Linked DNA regions of Mus musculus: region 2 is linked to region 1. A link is a contact called in public HiChIP or PLAC-seq data. All regions are on one chromosome and are shown on one strand. The core of a region is the stretch at or near the end of the contact, and the rest is flanking DNA. Distances in the headings are between cores, read along the strand shown.

What was found. HiChIP or PLAC-seq counts read pairs in DNA pulled down with a chosen protein or histone mark.
Region 2: an H3K4me3 HiChIP or PLAC-seq map of embryonic limb bud shows a contact between it and region 1, with 3 times the contacts expected there. The contact joins the enhancer-like site here to the promoter of Sgk3 in region 1. A contact is called at or near these places in 18 of 39 promoter capture datasets (the 3T3-L1 cell line, 3T3-L1-derived adipocytes, the C10 cell line and 11 more), 3 of 484 Hi-C or Micro-C datasets (bone marrow-derived macrophages, embryonic stem cells and stem cell-derived motor neurons), 9 of 115 datasets of contacts at active chromatin or transcription factors (the 230-238 cell line, bone marrow-derived macrophages, embryonic limb bud and 3 more) and 4 of 9 other capture datasets (adipose tissue, embryonic stem cells, liver and 1 more).

The regions. Positions count from the first base shown.
Region 1 is chr1:9,794,463-9,800,272 of GRCm38.p6, reverse strand. Sgk3 (serum/glucocorticoid regulated kinase 3) reads right to left here and starts at 2,143. Exons shown (of 18, transcript NM_133220.2): 1 at 2,027-2,143.
Region 2 is chr1:10,082,735-10,088,544 of GRCm38.p6, reverse strand. It overlaps Cspp1 (centrosome and spindle pole associated protein 1), which reads right to left. Exons shown (of 30, transcript NM_026493.3): 11 at 4,987-5,044; 12 at 2,593-2,798; 13 at 361-494. Among named protein-coding and RNA genes, the nearest start is that of Cspp1, 47 kb to the right of the region's middle. Within about 2 kb of position 2,659, at least 14 of the 459 cell types and tissues checked have an H3K27ac peak or open chromatin away from gene starts, as enhancers often do. A contact at or near this core is called in embryonic limb bud and embryonic stem cells, where this site is marked.

The DNA.
Region 1 (5,810 bases), core at 894-3,393:
TTTATAAGGAGAATACTGCATCAGGTACTGTTTGAAATAAGAGAAGCACTGGGTTAGGCCTCTCTTCAGCACAAATCAATTACGATGGTATTTTGGGATGTATGTTTTGAAAGAGCAAGCTTTCTGAAGCCATTCATTCCACAAATATTTATTACAGGCCTGCACGTGCCAGGCTCCGCCCATTTATGCGCCTTCTCCACCTGGGCTCACCCTCCATTAGCTTGGCAAACAGGCAAACAGCAAAGCCAACAGTTTGATACCGTGGTGTCTTTACTTGTACAAAAGGGAGAGCGTTTTGAGATGTACTGACCTCACACGGTCTCTCTGAAGACAATTATTAGATGTTAGGTTGAATTTAATTCACGAGTAGCACTCATGTCTGCGGTATCTACAGAAGCTGTACTGGGGCGGGAGAGCCCCTTTGCTTCGTACAGTCCTATTAATCAGGCTTACCAACTCATTTAGTTACCTCCCAGGAAATGGAAATTTATGAGAAGGAAAAGAACCAACAGAGGCAGTGAGTATGATAAAAAAAAATCTTGATATTACATTTATAATCACCACAGTTGTTATTATTTATTGACCATTCTCAGTCTTTACCATCTAGGCACCAGGCCCAAAACACTCATTTAAAAAGATCATTTTATTTTGGGGGAAAATCCTCTCTCTATATATAAGCCGCAAGACACAAAATGGACACCTTACAGGATTCATCAACCAATTCAGTGCCAGCAACAACCAACCGCAAAAAAAAAAATTACCAAACTGTTAATGGTAATGTCTACAAACAAAAAGGGTTCTGTTTCACAGTTCAAGTTTAATCTGATGCTCCCATCTGAGCCACGTCATATAAATTGTCAAACATATTGAAAACAAAGCTCCCTATAAAAACAAAACTAGGTTCAGTCCAGTGGCAGTGTAAAGAAAGGGAACTTCTGATGTCTGAGTTGTCAGACTTGGAATCAGAGAGTCCACCTTTCTGAAGTTACATGGGATCTGGCCTGAGACCTGCCAGCAACAGGTCCCATCTCTCCACGCCTGAATCCTACGGGGAATGAAGGGTAAGAACTTGCCTTAAGGGAGTGGTAGCCTAAGGGGGCAGAAGGCACACCCATTCCTAAAATATGTCTGAAACTTCCTCTAATGTTTCCAGCTCTTTCTATAACATTGGGGAACTAGAGTATGCATGGCCTCTTCGTGGCTACAACCACAAATAACTTATCATTTTGAGTTAAGAATTTGAGGTAATATTTATAAAGCACTTAGGAAACAGAGCAGTTCATAGTATGAGCTGTGTTTGCTAAATAAAGCAGGCACTTTCCAGGCCTGTTAGGTAAACAATCTAGTGAGAAGGGCAAGACTCTACCCAAGAGGCGTTTTTGGGGTTTTGTTGTTTTGTTTTCCTCTCTCTTTCTCTCTCTCTCTCTCTCTCTCTCTCCCCCTCTCTCTCTCTCTCTTTCTTCTTCTGTGTTTATTCTCGAATCCTAAGTGCATCCAGCATAGTCTCTGCCTGCAGAACTGCAGTTCAACCAGGCATTCGGTGCAACATTAAGTCAAAGACCTTTGTTTCAAGAGGCGAATCCCTTCTCTTTTCTACCGGTCCAAAGAACCATCCCTAAGCGCGCCCTAGAACCGAAAACCTCAGCGCGCTTTAAGGCGGCATTCGTCGGTGCTTGAACCGTGAGAATCGACCGAGCGAAAACAGACCGAAGGGTTCGAGTCTGAGAACTTGAAAAAGAGTGGCGACGCGATCTAGCCCTGCCGACCACTTCACACCGTCGCCCCGGCGGGTCCGCGCAGAACCCCATCCCGCGTCAGGTGGGCTCCCGGGTCCTCGCCACCCGCTGCCCCGCTCGGGGGGCCGGGCGAGCCGCCCGCGCTCCCCCGCGCGAGGGAGCCCCACGCCACGGCGCTGAGCTCTCCCGGAGCACACAAAGACCGCGCCGGGCCGCGGCGGGACCCCGGCGCCCGAGAGAGCCCGGCCGGGACCCCGGCACGCAGACCGGCGCACCCGCCCCGCACCTACCCGGCTGTGCGGCGTCCGGGCGCCCGGGCGCGGAGCCCAGAGCGCTGGCAGTTTCTTCTTCCCGGCGGCGCGGCCGGGCGCCGGCGTTTCCTCCCTGACGCGTCACGGCGGCTCCTCCCGCGAAGCGCCGGGCGGCGGGCGGGCGGGCGGGCGGCGCGAGGGGACGGCGGGGTCGGCCGGGACCCGCGCGGATGGCGGGACCGCTCGGCTACCCGCGCTCGCCCGTCACGCGGGGTGCAAAGTTCAGGAGGAGACGCCGCCGGACTCCTGCGCTCAGCTGACGGGATGCGCGAGGTCCGCGGCGAGGGTGACCTTGGCCCACTCGGGAGCCCGGGCGGCAGAGCGGACCCGGGCGGTGGCAGAGGGCTGGGGGCTGCGGCTTCCTGCAAGCTGGACGCTGCAGAAGCCAAATAAGTATTCGGACGATCTGGAGAGCCCACTGTGCTTCCTTTAGCTTTTTCTGGGCAGTTTTCTACACTTTTTCCCACGTCAGCAGATTGATTTTTTTTTTTTTTTTTGACCAGTGTTTATGGATGAGCGAGGGCTCTCACAAATTGGCAGATAGATGCTATGTACAGATAATATGCGTTTCTCTTGATCATTTTAGATCTATGGATTATTTTTGTTTGTTATTTTTAAACTACCCAACACACTCTACTGCTGGTGCTTGTCCATTTAACTACAGAAGCTGCGTTTTTAAAAACCCGTTCTGTGAATGGGGAACTAAGAATTACACGATTCAATGGTTGTGGAGTAGAGTTAAAATTTTGAACTAGAGAGCCACACCACCACTGTAGTTTAGGTTTTATCTGATACCACGTGAAAGTAGACCCACACAACTGTTTAAAGGATTTCTGTCTGCATGGCATGCTTCATATTTTACATTAATCTACCCTTTGAATCATATGGTTCCAGAAAATTTGCCACAAATCTATGAACAAATAGAGGAACTGAGATGAATGAGTGAGTTCCGTAAATTCAAAGAACTCTTTATATTTTAGAACGATACTCAGAAGATTTAGCCTCATGAATAAATGTAAGAAAAGTTATTTGTACTATCCATGCTGCAATATGGCCTTGTCCTTAAAATAGGTTGTGAACCCAAATTCTTTTATACTGTGAAACCTATTATTCTCACAGGACTTTCTTAACAGCGATTCTCCATGGCTTTGGGAAATGGACAAGAAAATACAGTTCATAGAGCCCAACATATTGCAGCAGTCATTTATATGTTCCACTATGATCTGCTTACAAAGCAATACACACAATAAAGCACACATCTTCTCTGTGACAAAAAAACAAGTGATCAGTGTATCTGCTAATTAAAGCCATATTCATAATACTGAAGAAATGCTCTTGGACAAAAGGAAATTTTATGTCAATAAACACTAAGGGAATGACATCATTCTCGATTAAAAGATAAATACCTAACTATCACCACATTTTGACGTTAGGGAAAAAAAAAAAAACAGATGGAAACCATTTTAGTGTTTCCAGGATAAATTTGTCTTACCACTATAAAGAACGTGGGGCGGGGGAGGGGGGAAGAGAGATCGAGAGCCCACCAACATTTATGGACAAGAAATGAGGATGATCTTCATTTGATTAAGAGGAAGTTAGGTATGGGCTTGTGAGTGAGTGTGTGTGTGTGTGTGTGTGTGTGTGTGTGTGTGTGTGTACATGCACACACATGTAAGCATGCATACAGGGTGGAGATCAGAAGTAGTTTTCTTCCCCAGACGTTGTCCGGCTTATTTTCTGAGATGGAGTCTCTTGCTGATCTTAGACCTGGCTGTTGGCATCTTGGCTGTCCTGTGAGCTCCAGGGTCCTCCCCTGTCTGCCTTCCCAGCGCTGTGATTAGGCACCATCATAGCTGGCTTTGTACATGGCACCCAAACTCAGGTCCTCACATCAGTGCAGCAAGCACTCTACTGACTGAGCCATCTTCCTCACCCTTAAAATTAACTTTTCTACTTAATTCTAGGGATCAAATCCTGGATGCTGTATATACACTAGGCGTCTGCTACACCGCTGAGATGCGTCTCCAGATGCATGTAAGGGTGTGCTTTGAGTAGCATCCCTTTAATTAACTCCTATGGTGATACAGATCTTATTCCCATTGTCCAGTATGTTTAGGGTTAAACTATAAAAGTTGTTGAGTGTTTGGTTAAATACTTATGTCTTTTTAAAAGGCTTTCTGTAAAATCAAATTTTAAAATAGGTGAAGCTTTTTTGTTGAAATGTAGATGTTAATGTTTTCTTTGAAAGAATGGCTCTGTTCATGCACACAAGGCAAATATTTTGCCTATCTGTTCTATCTTTAGCGTAGAGATTATAAAAACAAACTTTGGAGTCGGGCCCAGGGTTAATGCATATCTTCCCCCTTTGGACTTTGGGCAAACCATTCCACCGCTGTTTCAGGAGTAAGAAGAGGGTGATGGTAGTGCTTTTTCAACCTCAAAACAGATATGACAGTGCATCATGGCATGCTGTAAAGATCAAACGAACTTAATTAAATGTGGGCAACCTAGGATTGATTGACCAGTGTGACTTAACAGAGCTCAGTTGAGAAGCATAGCCTGACAGAGGATTAGGTCCTAAAGGATAAACCCCCGCCGGGGCGTGGTGGCGCACGCCTTTAATCCCAGCACTCCGGAGGCAGAGGCAGGCGGATTTCTGAGTTCGAGGCCAGCCTGGTCTACAAAGTGAGTTCCAGGACAGCCAGGGCTACCTGTCTGGAAAAAACAAAAACGAAAAAAAAAAAAAAAAGGATAAACCCTCAGGAGTGGATGGACGGCTGAGTGATGTCATTATTGAGGATGCGCTACTGAGAGAGTGCGTCGTTATGCACGAGTCTGAGCCTCTTCTTACTTGCATCTTGGGATAAAACAACATGGGGTTCTTCACCTCGTGATGGCACTTTTGGGTGAGCCAGCTATAGAATCCTGAGCCTGATGGATGTCTGCTCAGGACACACACCCGTTCCGTGTTTTGGAGGCTTGTTTTGTTTGGGGCAAGGTCTCACTATGTAGCGTCAGCTGGACCGGAACTTGCTTGGGTGCCCAGGCTAGCCTCCAGCTGCTTCCAGAGCACTGGGATTAAAGGCATGGGCCACCACTGCCCAGTCTGGTATTCTTTTATACTAGCAGAAAATAGAAATAATATGTTCAGAATCTTGGAAAATTAAGCTGAGAATATGAATTGTTGACCTATGTATTTCTTTTAAATTCCCAACCACTTACCCAGCTAACACATTTTTAAAATAATATATTCCACTGCAATGATCACTTGGATTCTCATTATTGCTATTCAGAGTAGAAAACTTTTTCTCTAAAATGGTGCCTAATCTGAAAGCATTATTAATCTTAATGTGAAAATAATGCCCTGCATTACTTGTAGTTCTTTTCTTGTAGCCTTCCAATAGGTTAGGGGCTCCCAATAAAAGAAAAATAACTTTCTTTAGGGAGGACGATTGGTTTAATGGCTGACAGGACCTGAATGATTTCCTTTCATGAGTTAACTGTTAAGGCAGTCAGGGCCACCATTGGTTCTATAGAGATGAATGTCCAGGCAAGAGATAACCAATGGTTGGTTACAAGAGCAATGATGTTTTTGATGTTTGCACAGCTTTTATAGTCCCCTTTCTGTAGTCCTAGTACAGACTTGTCTGCTTAAGTGGGTCAGCCATCATGAGTTGTTGATGTAGTTTTTGATATATTCACCAGTGGAAATGCTGATTTATAGCACCCGACACCCTCAAATAAAAGAAAGCCATTTTGAAGA
Region 2 (5,810 bases), core at 1,410-3,909, 290 kb before region 1:
TATGGAGGAATGTAATTCATAAAATCTTATGCTAACAAACTTAACAGAGTAAAAATTGAAGCCCCATGACTGAGTCGTAAATTGCTAGGGAAGTGGGAAAAAATGATAAAGATATACACCCACATCTGCCTTCCATACATTATTTGGCCATATTAGGTCTCATAAACTATCTTTATCGAGTATCAGAACAAACTAATAAAATTGGACTTGATTCTAAGGATGATTCTATTGTCAATAAATGTATAATACTTTGATTAAATGAAACTCTATCTTTTTCATTTACATACTATTGCTTCCATAAAAACAATTATCCTTACTAAACCACCAGGAAAATGTTTATAGAACATATAGAAAACTCACAGTATACAATATTGGGATCCAGTGTATTTCTGGCACCGTAAAAATAGTACGCATCATCGTAAGGAGTTCGATAGTTAGAAGCTGGAGGGGCAAGGAGCGGAGGCGGGGGTGGATTCAGAGGCACAGGCAGAACCCTATAGCAAAAGAAAACCAAAAACACTGTCCTCATATTTTATTACTTTTAATCAAGATCTTTTGCAAAAAAGGTGTTATTAAAATTAAACATCAACCCTGTACTAATTGTTCAAGAAAAATTAGGAATCAAAAAGCAAATAGTAACAAATTTTACAACTTCAGGAACACTTTGCTAAGATGCAAACAAGTTAAAGTAATTGAGTAATATCCAATAGCCATTATGTACCATATTAAACAAAGGCATGTATGCTCCTCTGCCCTTAGTAATAATACGGAATCAACAGTTACAACAGTGCAGCATCCGTGAGGCAAGTGACAAAGAATGCCAGAGGAATACAGAGCAGGAATACTCAGATATAAGGAGACAGGAGGAAAGCCGGAAGATTCCCAAAACAGGAAGTATCATATGATGAGAGTCACACACAGAGAGGGAGGACCAAGAGCTCCGCCACCTCAGGATTACAAATGGTTCTGTGTGGGCAAGGGAGTGCATAGCATGAGTATGTTTATGCATGTCAATAGCTGCACACACATGGTGTATAGGAACTCGTGTGTGTAGGAGAGGCTGGTCACATGAGTATGTACAAATGCACAAGCTAGCAGTCATCCTTGTATGTAAGTTCTGGGGAGCTGTCCACTTTGTTTGTAAGATGGGGTTGCTCACTGGCCAAGAAATCACTAATTACACTGGCTGGCTAGCAAGCCCCAGGTATCCAGTCTCTGCCTGCCAGCACTGAGAACACAAATTCATCCCACAACACCCAGCATTTTTACTGACTGAGCTATCTCCCCGACCCAAAGGGTATATTTTTTATATGTAAAACCTACTGCTTTTTCACAGAAAGTTAAACCACAATGTGGCTACTTGAGAATCCATATGGCCCTGATATATTTAAGAGTTCATAAATTTAAAATGTATAAAACCTTGTCCTTCCACATTTCCTCACTGAGGAGCAAATGTGCTTCTACCAGCACAGGATTTACTCTTCACTAATAGAAATGGCAAAGGCAAATAACTTTAGATAAACAAAGAAAAAGGGGAGACTCTAGGTTTTTTTACTCAAACATTAACATATTTTGCCTTAAAGAATCTGAGGGCTGAGGTAACACCAAAGTCTCTTCGGTAGGCAGCGGTTCCACACGTTATTGGTCAGTCAGTGAGTCTAACCTCACCATCATCAGTGCAGACGCCAGCAAAAACAACCTGAGTAACTGTTATGAAAACAATCTATTATCAGCAACTCCTAAATTGTATCTATACATAGAAAACTAATGTTTACATCAGCCCTCTAACTATGTCAAGTACTACCATCACCTTTTACAAATGAGAAAACTTTTTTGCATAAAGTCCAGTGAAGCCGACTACTCCAGCCTCTAACCCACAACAGAAAGCACTGTGGCTCTCTAATTCCAGTCTCTCAGCCTTTGGAGTAGGGAAGCCATTGAAGAAAATGAAGGAAGTACCTGAGAAAGGCTGTAAGAAAAGCCCCACAGTTTGTTAGTAACAAATAAAAGACCAAGTCCTGCTGAAAGATATCTCAGAAATGTATTAGAAGATTAAGAAAAACATCTACAAATGTAAAGATATTCCTATAATTAGTATATTAATAATTACAGGCCAGAAAATATTCGTGTTACAGGGTTTCTATTATATATAGATTAGCATAATGTGTTTTCCCTATAGAAATGACATGTTCAATATGAAATCCAGGGTTATAATCCCAACAGCCCAAGAGTAAGCCCAGAGAAAACTGTTAAGCCAGACAGACATGTACCAGATTAGTAAATTTTTTGGAATAAGCTGAAGAAACAATTCAATGATTGCCAAGTGGAAATAACTGAACAATGCATACCTTATACTAACATGTAGTTACTAATTCATTTTAAAAATAGTAAATGATAAAAACATTGAAGATTTCTCCTTTTTCTAACAGCAGAGAAGAAGTATCAATAACAATGAAGAAGAAAAAAACTCCTCAGCGAAGTTGCTCATGGCCCTGAGGCATCTCGGAAGCATCATCTGCAGCAGCACACCCTTGTAAGGTGGAGCACACGCGGCCTACCCTAATTCCCAAAGACAAACATTTAAACAAGCACCTGGGATGCGCCAGTTCACCAAGGGTGCTGCCGAGTCCACTGTGCAAGTCTTCATTGTGAGAAGGGGCGGAATGAACTGGTGGGACGGATGGGCTAGACGGGGCAGAGAAGGGAGGGGGAGGTGTCTGGAAAGCTACTCTGGGCCTCTCAGGTGGCATCTCTTCAAAGTGTCTTGGTGTCAAACTAAACTGCTTTAGTCTATCAGGCTACAATAAAGAAAAAGACAAAAAAAAAAAAAGAACCTGTTTGTTACATAGAATCATAAGTTTAAGGGTGACAAGGACCTCCAAGGACCCCAGCAGGCACTTAAGACAGTCACAGAACAGCAAAATTTTACAGCTAAAAAAGACCTTAAAGATCTGCTTCTTATTTTATAAGCAGGAAACTGAGACTGCCGAGAAGCAGGTAAGTCACCTGCAGGCTCATGATCAGTACATGGATAAAGAACAAGTCCAGGCAGCTGTGAACTCCCGCGCAGGTCTCTCTCTTAGACAGCAGCAGCAGCAGCAGCACATCTCTCCTCAGTTGCTACTTGGGAGACCCACTAGGGAAGGCTTTGCAGGCCTCAGTCTCCCTACAACAATCATGTGAGCACTGAAGGAAGCTGTGCCACAATAAGAACGAATTTACAAAAAAGCCACAACAGGGTAGGCCAGAGCTGCTCACTAATCTTTACTCAAGAATATCATTTTATGGAATTTTTAAATCTTAAATAATCTTTAACTACTCCCTCTAATACAGATTTATTCAATTTGACACTCTTTAGGTGATTCAATTCCAGAATAAATAAGTTCTACTACAGACTATAAAATAATTTATAAATTTATTAATCTACAGTTTTAAATTTTATAATTATCATATAAAGTTATTATAACATATATTTAATTATAGGAATATAATTTACATATTTGTATGATTCTTTTATAAATTTATAAAATAATATGGTTGTATAAACTTGTTAACATAGATCATTATATAATTACTAAAACTATAATTCATAATTTAATAAATTTATTAAATGATATTTAAGTATTCCCTCTAATGCATATTTATTCAACTTGACACTCTTTAGGTGATTCAATTCCAGAATAAATAAGATCTACGATATACTGTAAAATTTAACATGCCAATGTATTATACTAAAAAGCTCAAGTTTCGAAAAGCTAATTTTTTATTGCAATGGCTACTTTAAAGGTATTTAATGAGAAACAAAAAAGAATTACCTTTGGACCCTTTTTTCCCCCTGCAGGCCATACTTTCGGGAAGGGTGTTTCCTCCCTGTTACTGGGAACCAGGGATTAAGTGTAAGGCCTCACCCTGCTAAGCAGCAGCTCCCCACTGAGCTACTGATCCTTTACATTCCCTTGGTTTGCTGTTTACTTTACTTTGTGAGCCTTATTAAGATGCCAGACTCACTGTAAACTTACTCTGTAGCCCACAGAGGCCTCAGCTCCTCAAGCAGCTATAAAAAGAATATGATCCATCCTGGGTCAGGATTGACTTGTAAGGTTAAAATGTGTATGACAGGAATAGTCAGAAACACAAAAAGAAGCACACTGGAGCAGAATAAAACACGAGGGCCAGCAGCCTCTGGTGACTGAACCAGGCTCTGCACATCTCAGGAACACGCACAACTGAGCTACGCCATCACCCCAGCACCAAATTTTAAAGCAAATAACCCAAGGCACACATACTTAAGTCGATCAGTAAGTTATCTATATCTGAATAATAATTAACACAAATTTTAAGGATTTGCTAGATCCTTTAGAAAGACTGAAGATTTTATTAAAACTAGAGGTCTTAACCATCATTAGCAAAAGAAACAAAAACTTTCAGCAAATAAACACTACACATCCAACAGCAACAAAGGGCACTGTGGGAAAGCAAGAAACCGTTACCTCCTCCTTACTTAACTGCAATGATGTGTGGGAGCCACTCCACTTAAGGACGTTGAGAATTGCAAAAGTCAAGTAAAAAGAGTAGGATTATCCTTCAGTTTCACAGTAACAGGATGAAAGACACAAGTTACACATTTTTTAAAAAATTATCCTCATTAAGAAAAAGAAATTGTTAAGACATACTTAGCAGTATTAATATCAAGTTTAAGCTACACTGGTTTAACTTTCACATGGATGTGGCACAAATACACAGAAGACAAAACAAACTAAAAAAATGATACACAAATGAAAGGGGAGTCATCTTAAACTAACAGTGGGTAACATGTAACAACAGTTAACATTTCTATACTTCACAGTAGTTATGATTGACACTTATGAAAATCCAACGGAACTGCCCTTTACAGTATCCCAACATGTGAAGCCTCCCCGGCTACTAACACACTTGAGGCTTCTTTGAATAAAGGATTAAGCACTAAAAGATGCCAAGAACTCTTACCGATTTTTCAGGGTCTTGTACTCCAGAAGTTGTAATTCCAAATGCTAAATCTTTTTCTCTAAACAAAATTAAGATTTTGTAAATTGAAAAATTGTAGTAAACACACTTTGTCAAAATTGTCGTCATAAATGAAATATGTCTGTACATGAAGCCTGTATAGTACATTTCCAAATACAAATAATTCCTTTGAAAATAAAGCTTTAAAATTCTAAAGTCAAATTTAATCATAGTACATAGGAAACTGTAATTTACATGTCAAGTGCCTTAGCTCTAAATGAAGACTGGAGACATTTCAAAGACAAAGTAATTTGCACAGAGTAACAGACAAAAACAAAACCAAGTATTTTATTTTTAAAAAAAAAAATTAAAATCTTTTTAAGAGCACATGTATATTTTCATGCCAAAAAGTTAAATCCCTTCCATAAAGATTTTTAAAGAGAGTCTCCATAACACCGGAGAGGCGCTCAGCAGTTCAGAGCCCTTGCTGCTCTTGCAGGACCCAGGCTCGGTGCTCAGCACCCACTTGGCAGCTCATCAGCACTGGAAACCCAGTTCTACACACCCAGGCACCCTCTTCTGGCCCCCAGGGAACCAGGCACACACCAGCATACACATTTTACATGTAGACCAACAAGCAAAACACCCATACACATAATATAAAAATAAATCTCAATAGTACAGGGCTTGCTTAACTAACAAGCACAAGGCTCTGAGTTTGAAAGCCAGCACTACAAAAATTAATGATTTTTTTTAAGGTAGCTTAATAGTAGATATTAACATATTACTTTCCTCTTGGAGGTGAGAAAAAAAAATTACAAGGTAAC